2 separate regions of the Ovis aries genome follow, and region 1 is linked to region 2. A link is a contact called in public Hi-C data. All regions are on one chromosome and are shown on one strand. The core of a region is the stretch at or near the end of the contact, and the rest is flanking DNA. Distances in the headings are between cores, read along the strand shown. Region 1 holds the start of GPRC5B (G protein-coupled receptor class C group 5 member B). Region 2 holds the start of VPS35L (VPS35 endosomal protein sorting factor like).

Region 1 (3,655 bases), core at 796-3,295, 330 kb after region 2:
TACTCCAAACCCTCCCTCCAAGGATTCATTTAGGAGAATAAAACCTAAGCTCCTTTCCATGGCCCCCCAGATCGCGGTTTGGCTGGTCCTGTCATCCCCTTTCAGACCCCCACTCTCAACATCTGCCTACGAGCTCCAGCCACAATGGCCTTTGTTCAGTTTCTCTAAGCTCATTCCCACCTCCCAGCCTTTGCACTTGCAGTGCCCTCTGCCTGGTTCAGTCTTCCCCCCAACATCTGCCAGTGGCGGGGGTGGGGGGGGCGGCCCTATCTTGCAAAGCTCCACTAAAATGTCACTGCGCAGAACTCTCGTCACTTTATTTTACATCACCCTGGTTTATTTTCCTGGCAGCACTTATCCCAAATGGAAGTTCTATCCACTTACTATTTATTTACTTATTTAGTGTTCGCCCAACTCCCCAGTGCTCTGAGAGCAGGGGCTTATCTGCCAATTGTGTAGCTGGCACATTTACTGAAATAATACATTAACCGATCAAGATTTTAAGCTTCTAACAAGACTGCTTGTCTCATTGCCTGTGCCCTAAATGGCGACTCCTTCCCACTTCCATTTTTCCCTTCCCAACTCAGTTGACCCCTTTTCAGACAGAGCAGGAACAGATAGGAAACAGTTTACTCCACAGTCCAGATACAAAACTGGCCGGGTGGAGGGCTCCCAACCCACAGATACCGATTTGCATTCTATTTACATCCTATTTGCATGCAGTTTAACTCGACGTCTTGAGTCCTCCAGAAAGCCTCCATCCCTGGGGAAACTTATGAATCAAGGTTCCTCGGCAGAAGTTCCAAAGCTTTTGTGCCAAGCCCCTCCCCCACTTCTCGCCTCTTTGCGAGGACCCCTAGTTCCTCCTGGGCTCAGTTCAGGTCCCCCCCACCCCCCATACTGGCGCAGTTGGGCAGCCAATGTGGCGCGTGGCCCGGGGCCCCAGGCGGGGACGCCGCTGCCCGCCACACTCCAGGGGCCTTTGTCCGCTCTCCAAGGAGCCGCCCCCTTAGCGAACTGGGGACAAGTTGCGTTGAGGGGTGGGAGGGCGATTGGCTAGGCCTGGGAGTGACATAGCCGGGGAATGAACCCAAGGGCTGCGCTGGACCCGTCCTCGGTGGCAACGGTACCCCCTCCCTCCCTGCCCAGTTAACCAGCCCTCCGGCCGAGGCGGGTGCGGGCGGTAGGGGTCCCGGGATGCTTGGGACTGGAAGCCTGTGTCCCCCAAAGGGTGCGGACGCAGCACAGGGCTGATCATCGCCTCTAGCCTGGCAGGAACAGAAACGCTAAGCCCCCCGCCATTGTATGCAGTCGCCCCTCACTTGTACCCCAGCTCCAGGTCCCAGCTCTGCCTCTTTTCGCCCGCAGTGTCCCTTCCTTGTCCCGTAGTGCGTAGCCGCGACCCCCAGTCCCTACGGCAGGTGCCGCAGCTCACCTCCAAAGCTTTCCCCTTGTGCCCCCGGCTCCGCCTGCTCTGTCTGTGGTCAGGCCCCGCGCCTGCCACGCAGCCCCCAGACCTGCCCGCGGCTGCCCTCACACGAGTCACTCGGGCACGCCTGAAGTCCCTTACAGTTCCAGCAGCCCTTTGCCTGATCTGCGATCGCCTCCAGACCCTCCTCTGAGACTTTGATCTCCGTCTGGTCCGGGAACACCGCCCCCGCCCCATTAAGGTCCCAACCTTCTCCGCCCCCTGCCCCGCGGTCTGCGGGCTCCTCTCTGCCGCCAAACTGTGGTCCTCCAGCCCGGAAACCCCAACTCCCCCAGCAGACTAACCCCTTGGGGAAGAGGAGGAACTCAGAAAAGCCCGAGAAGCAGACCACATCCCAACGCTCACAAGTGCACCCGGGGAAAAGTTTCTGGGGTCGCCGCAGCGCCCTCCACCCTCCCGGCGCGGCTGGCACTCACCGACCCCCGCGGCCCCGCAGCGCCGACGCTCCCGCTGGCCCTCGGCCCGAGTCACATCTCTGCAGCGCCGCCGTGGCCCCAGCCCAGCGATCCCGCCCGCCCGCCCGCCCGCCCGTCCGGCCTCACTGCATCGCACTCGCTAGCCGCAGCCGCGCGAGGCGCCCCCTGGCCCGGCCCGCGCTGCTGCAGCCGCCGCGGCCCCGCCCCCTGAGGCCCCGCCCCCGGAGCTCCGAACCCCGCCCCCGTCCCGGCCAGGGCTGATTGTTCCAAGCGGAACCCGGCGCACGCTCCTTGCTCCCCACTTGCAGCGCCGAGGCGAGCCCCCTCCAGTGTCCGCATTTAGGGACCACCACCCTCACATCCACAGTGCGTCCAAAATCACTCTGGACGTGCTGGACATTTTCCTCCGTTGATCCACTTGCAGAAACACACACATAGAGGGGTTTTCTAAACTGTGGGTTCCTAAACAGCTGTTGTTCTGTCGCCCTGTCGTGTCCGACTCTTTGCAACCCCCTGGACTGCAGCACGTCAGGCCTCCCTCCTCCCTGTCCCTCACCATCTCCTTGAGTTTGCCCAAGTTCATATCCATTGCATCGGTGTTGCCTTCCAGCCATCTCATCCTCTGACGCCCTCTTCTTCGCCTTCAATCTTCTCCAGCATCAGGGACTTTTCCAGTGAGTCCACTGTTCGCATCAGGTGACCAAACTACTGGAGCTTCAGCTTCGGCATCAGTCTTTCCAACGAGTGTTCAGGGTTGATTTCCCTTAAGATTGACTGGTTTGATCTTGCTGTCCAAGGAACTTTCAGAAGTCTTCTCCAGCACCCCATTTCGAAGGCATCAGTTCTTTGGCGTTCTGCTTTCTTTCCGGTCCAGCTCTCACAAGAGTACCCGGCCATTAAGAAGACCATAGCCTTGACTATACGACCTTTGTCGGCAGAGTAGTGTTTCTACTTTTCAACATACCGTCTAAGTTTGTCACAGCTTTCCTGCCAAGAAGTAATCATATTCTGATTTCATGGCTGCAGTCACCATCCACAGTGATTTTGGAGCCCAAGAAGAAGAAATCTGTCACCACTTCCACCTTTTCCCCTTCTATTTGCCGTGAAGTAATGGGGCCTGATGCCATGATCTTAGTTTTCTGTAATATTTAGTGTTAAACTGACTCTTTCACTCTCCCTCTTCACCCTCAAGAGACTCTATCTAGTTCCTCTTCACTTTCTGCCATTAGAGTGGTATCATCCTCATACCTAAAGCTGTTGGTTTCTCCCGCCTATCGATTCCAGCTTGTACCTTATCCAGCCTGGCATTTCTCATGATGGGCTCCGCGGATAGATCAAACAAACAGGGTGCCAGCAGACAGCCCTGTTGGACTCCTTTCTCAATCTTGAGTTCTAAACAGTTACTTCCCCACAATATACCAGTGCCGGATCCAGGGTGCAGAGAGGATTCTGCTGAGACTGTTCCAGAATCACTAACACCCTAACTTCAGCCAGGCAGCCCCTCCCGCCTGGGCACACTCCAATCCTGCCACCTCCGGCCATGTGCCTTTGTCCCTTTATGCACCGTGAGCCCCACATCCGTGTTCTTGGCCACCCCAAACATACTCATATGTCTACCGCAAGCATATTCACACGCCCACTCACCCCTCACATGGATCCATACGCAGGATCCCACCACTGCTACCACCCTCATCACTCACACGCATGCGCACACTTCCACGATCGCCTCGAGCACACACTTGGGGGCCTG
Region 2 (3,453 bases), core at 520-3,019:
TTGAGGCTCACATCAAGCTGCTAATTTTGCAGCGTTAAGCCTCCAACTGTTGATGCTGCCCGACTGTCTAGTGTGAGGATAGTCCAGTGGTCCTTGTTTTTACCTCTTATTGAGGAGATACTGTATTTGATAGTCTGCAAGGCAGTGTGAGAAGAGCCCCTCCCTTTTCCTATGGCTACCCTTTATTCTTGTTTATTTCATATGTTGGGAATAATGAGTATGGCTGGGAACTCTTTATTATTCATATTGAGCTGAAAATAAGGATCCATTTTGGAGATGATTTTTTTTTTGTTGTTAGGTGTCACTGTCCCATGAACAACCACACACAACTCCCCTTCTTTCCCTGAAATGAAGAGTAGTAGTTATAAAAAAAAAAAGTGAAGTTGGAAAGCTATCCCTAACAGACCATAGTGAGCATACATATAGGTTTAAAAATAATTTTGAAAAACAAAAGAGACTTTCAGGCATCAGTTCAGTTCAATCAGTCTCTTAGTCGTGTCACAGCATGCCAGGCCTCCCTGTCCATCACCAACTCCCGGAGTTCACTCAAACTCATGTCCATTGAGTCAGTGATGCCATCCAGCCATCTCATCCTCTGTCATCCCCTTCTCCTGCCCCCAATCCCTCCCAGCATCAGGGTCTTTTCCAATGAGTCAACTCTTCTCATGAGATGGCCAAAGTATTGGCGTTTCAGCCTCAGCATCAGTCCTGCCAATGAACACCCAGGACTGGTCTCAGAGGTTTATCGAAGAATAAAGGAAAATTGAATGCAAACTCCTCAGCATGACACATGTTTACTTACAATGGTGTGAAAGTGAAAGTCGGTTAGCTGTGTCCGACTATTTGCGGCCCCATGGACTGTACATTCCATGGAATTCTCCAGGCCGGAATACTGGAGTGCGTACGTAGCCTTTCCCTTCCTCAGGGGATCTTCCCAACCCAGGGATCGAACCCAGGTCTCCTGTATCGCAGACGGATTCGTTACCAGCTGAGACACAAGGGAAGCTACAATGGTAAGCATTTGTTAAAATATCCTGAATTCTTTTCCTTTTTCTTTTTTAAATCAGAGAAAACACCAGAGCATGGGAAGTTCTGTAGTGGAAACGAACAACCACCTTCATAGAAACGAACGGCTCTGCTAAGTGGGGTAAAATGCTAACCCCCATTTTTCCAGTTTAATTCCAGTAGAGAGCTGTCCATTTGGATCTAGGGCAGCCCTTAGAGACGCACGTTGTTATTCCTGGGAGCAGAATATCGGAAGAGCCTAACTTTTTCGGTGCACGGAGCGGGGCGTGGTTGGCTGGCAGAGGGGGCGTGGCTTAGCCAGCCAAACAATTAGCCTCAAAAGCAAGCCTAGGGGCGCCTTCTTCCCATCCTCTGCTGGGGTTAGCATCTTCCCTCAGTTGCTGGTCAGTCGCTCAGTCGTGTCTGACTCTTGGCGACCCCATTGACTGCAGCACGCCAGGCTCCCCTGTCCTCCACAAACATGTCCATTGAATCCCTGATGCCATCCAACCATCTAGTCCTCTCTGTCGTCCCTTTCCCTCAGTAGGCGTCGGGATTCTTCACCGCCTGCAGAGGGCGCTGCGGACCAGACGTTCACCTGCACAAAAATCCCCAGTGACGTCAGCGCTACTGCGGCGGCCGCCTACGGTGCCCCTGACAACCACGGCGGCCCCGGCGCGGCAGGAGTGAGCCCGCCCCTCGCAAACATGGCGGCCGGGCGGGGCGGGGTCTGAGAGGGTGAATTGGGCGGGCGGTTCCAGACCCAGCGGTCATGTGACTGGGAAGATGGCCGCCTTTCCCTGGTAAGGAAGAAGCGGCGAGCGGGGTTCAGGGAGGTAGTGGCCTTGGCTGTCTTCGGGACTCTTGTTTCTGGGTGTGTGTCTCCGCGAGGGAGTGTATGAACTGTTATCCGTTGGGTTTGGTGAAGTCTCCCACCCAGTCTCCGGGTGGGGCGGCTACCCTGATTCAGAGGACATTCCTGATGCCGGACCGGTCGGGTCTTGGTCCTCTCCTCCTATCGCCCTCCCCGTTCATTTCTCCATTCGTTTCCTCAAAAAAAAGCTCAAGTTCCCCGGCTTCCGCTTTCCCAGAAGTTGGCGCGTGTTCTGGGGGCGCGGATGCAGAGAATGGTGGACTCAGCCCTGGTCTGGACAACTCGGGGGCCTGGCTGTGTTCTGAATGACTGGCTTCTTGTAGAGGAAACTTCCCATTCATCCGACTCTGCAGGGCGCTCCCTGCACCGGGCGGGCGTAGAACTTGAGAATACAGAACCCTTAGACATACTCCTTGGATTCAAGGAGCTGCTGTTAAGCGGAGCAGATACGCAGAATAGAAGAATGACCGAAGAAGGCTGTGGGATGAGGCACACCTGACGGCTTCGGGAAGGCTTGAGAGAGGAGGAGTCATAAATTGAGTTTTGGAGGATGAATAGGAGTTCATGGAGAAGGAGCTGTGGGCGTGTGCGGAGGCTAATGGGTGTGTAGGGGCCCTTCTGGCTGGAGTAGCTAGGAGAGATTGGCGCTCCAGCAGCAGCTGAAGCCTTATGGCTCCTCTCTCTGTGAGATTATATATATATATATATTTGTTGTTTAGTCATTAAGTCTAAGCAACTCTTTGCGTCCCTGTGTCCATGGGATTTCCTGGGACAGTTGTGTGAAGAACGGGAGCAAGTTGTGATAGTGGTGGAATCATATGGGCACGTGAGCTCTCCTCTACATCTCAGAAAGGGAAGTTACTTTCTAATCTTTATCTGAAAGTGATGTGAAGTGGTTTACGTTAAATGAGCGAGTAAGTGAACAAATGAAAAAATATACAGCCCTGGACCTTAGAATAATCCGATACATACTTCTGGTTTGTATTTCCTTCACCTGGCTAACTCTTTAAAGAGTCTTCCTTCAAAGGCTCGGTGCACTAAATTAGCATTAGATGACAGTGAGTTCTTATATGTCCTGCCCTGAGTTTTCTTTGACCTGGTCACGCAAAAGTCCTTTTAGGGGATTACTAGGACTTAAATGCCATAGCATATGGCTTCAGTGAACTTAGTTGGCTGGAATTTTGTAATTAGAAGATCCAGGAAGATGCTGTTTAATTTCAGAGCATTTTTACCTTTGGTATATTTTACTTTGGGGCTTCCCAGGTGGCTCAGTGTTAAAGAATCCACCTGCCAATGCAAGAGACTAGGGTTCGATCCCTGGGTCAGGAAGATCCCCTGGAGAGGGAACTAGCAACCCATTCCAGTATTCTTGCCTGGGAAATCGCCTGGACAGAGGGACACAAAGAGTTGTTTAGTGACTAAATAACGACTATGTATATATATATTATTTTTTTTATGGAGAGAGGAGCCATAAGGCTTTTAGCATCAAGTGTTGCCACACTTCCTAGTCTGACTGTCCTCTAAACATTTGTCTGTGGTAGCACGTGTTCATCTTTCAGTTTGCTCTGGAGACT

What was found. A called contact is a pair of places that touch in the nucleus more often than the background predicts.
Region 1: a Hi-C map of liver shows a contact between it and region 2, with 8 times the contacts expected there. The contact joins the promoter of GPRC5B here to the promoter of VPS35L in region 2. A contact is called at or near these places in 6 of 16 Hi-C or Micro-C datasets (blood, hypothalamus, liver and 2 more).

The regions. Positions count from the first base shown.
Region 1 is chr24:17,959,995-17,963,649 of ARS-UI_Ramb_v3.0, forward strand. GPRC5B (G protein-coupled receptor class C group 5 member B) reads right to left here and starts at 2,046. Exons shown (of 4, transcript XM_027961692.3): 1 at 1,906-2,046.
Region 2 is chr24:17,627,440-17,630,892 of ARS-UI_Ramb_v3.0, forward strand. It overlaps VPS35L (VPS35 endosomal protein sorting factor like), which reads left to right and starts at 1,770. Exons shown (of 31, transcript XM_060405752.1): 1 at 1,770-1,879.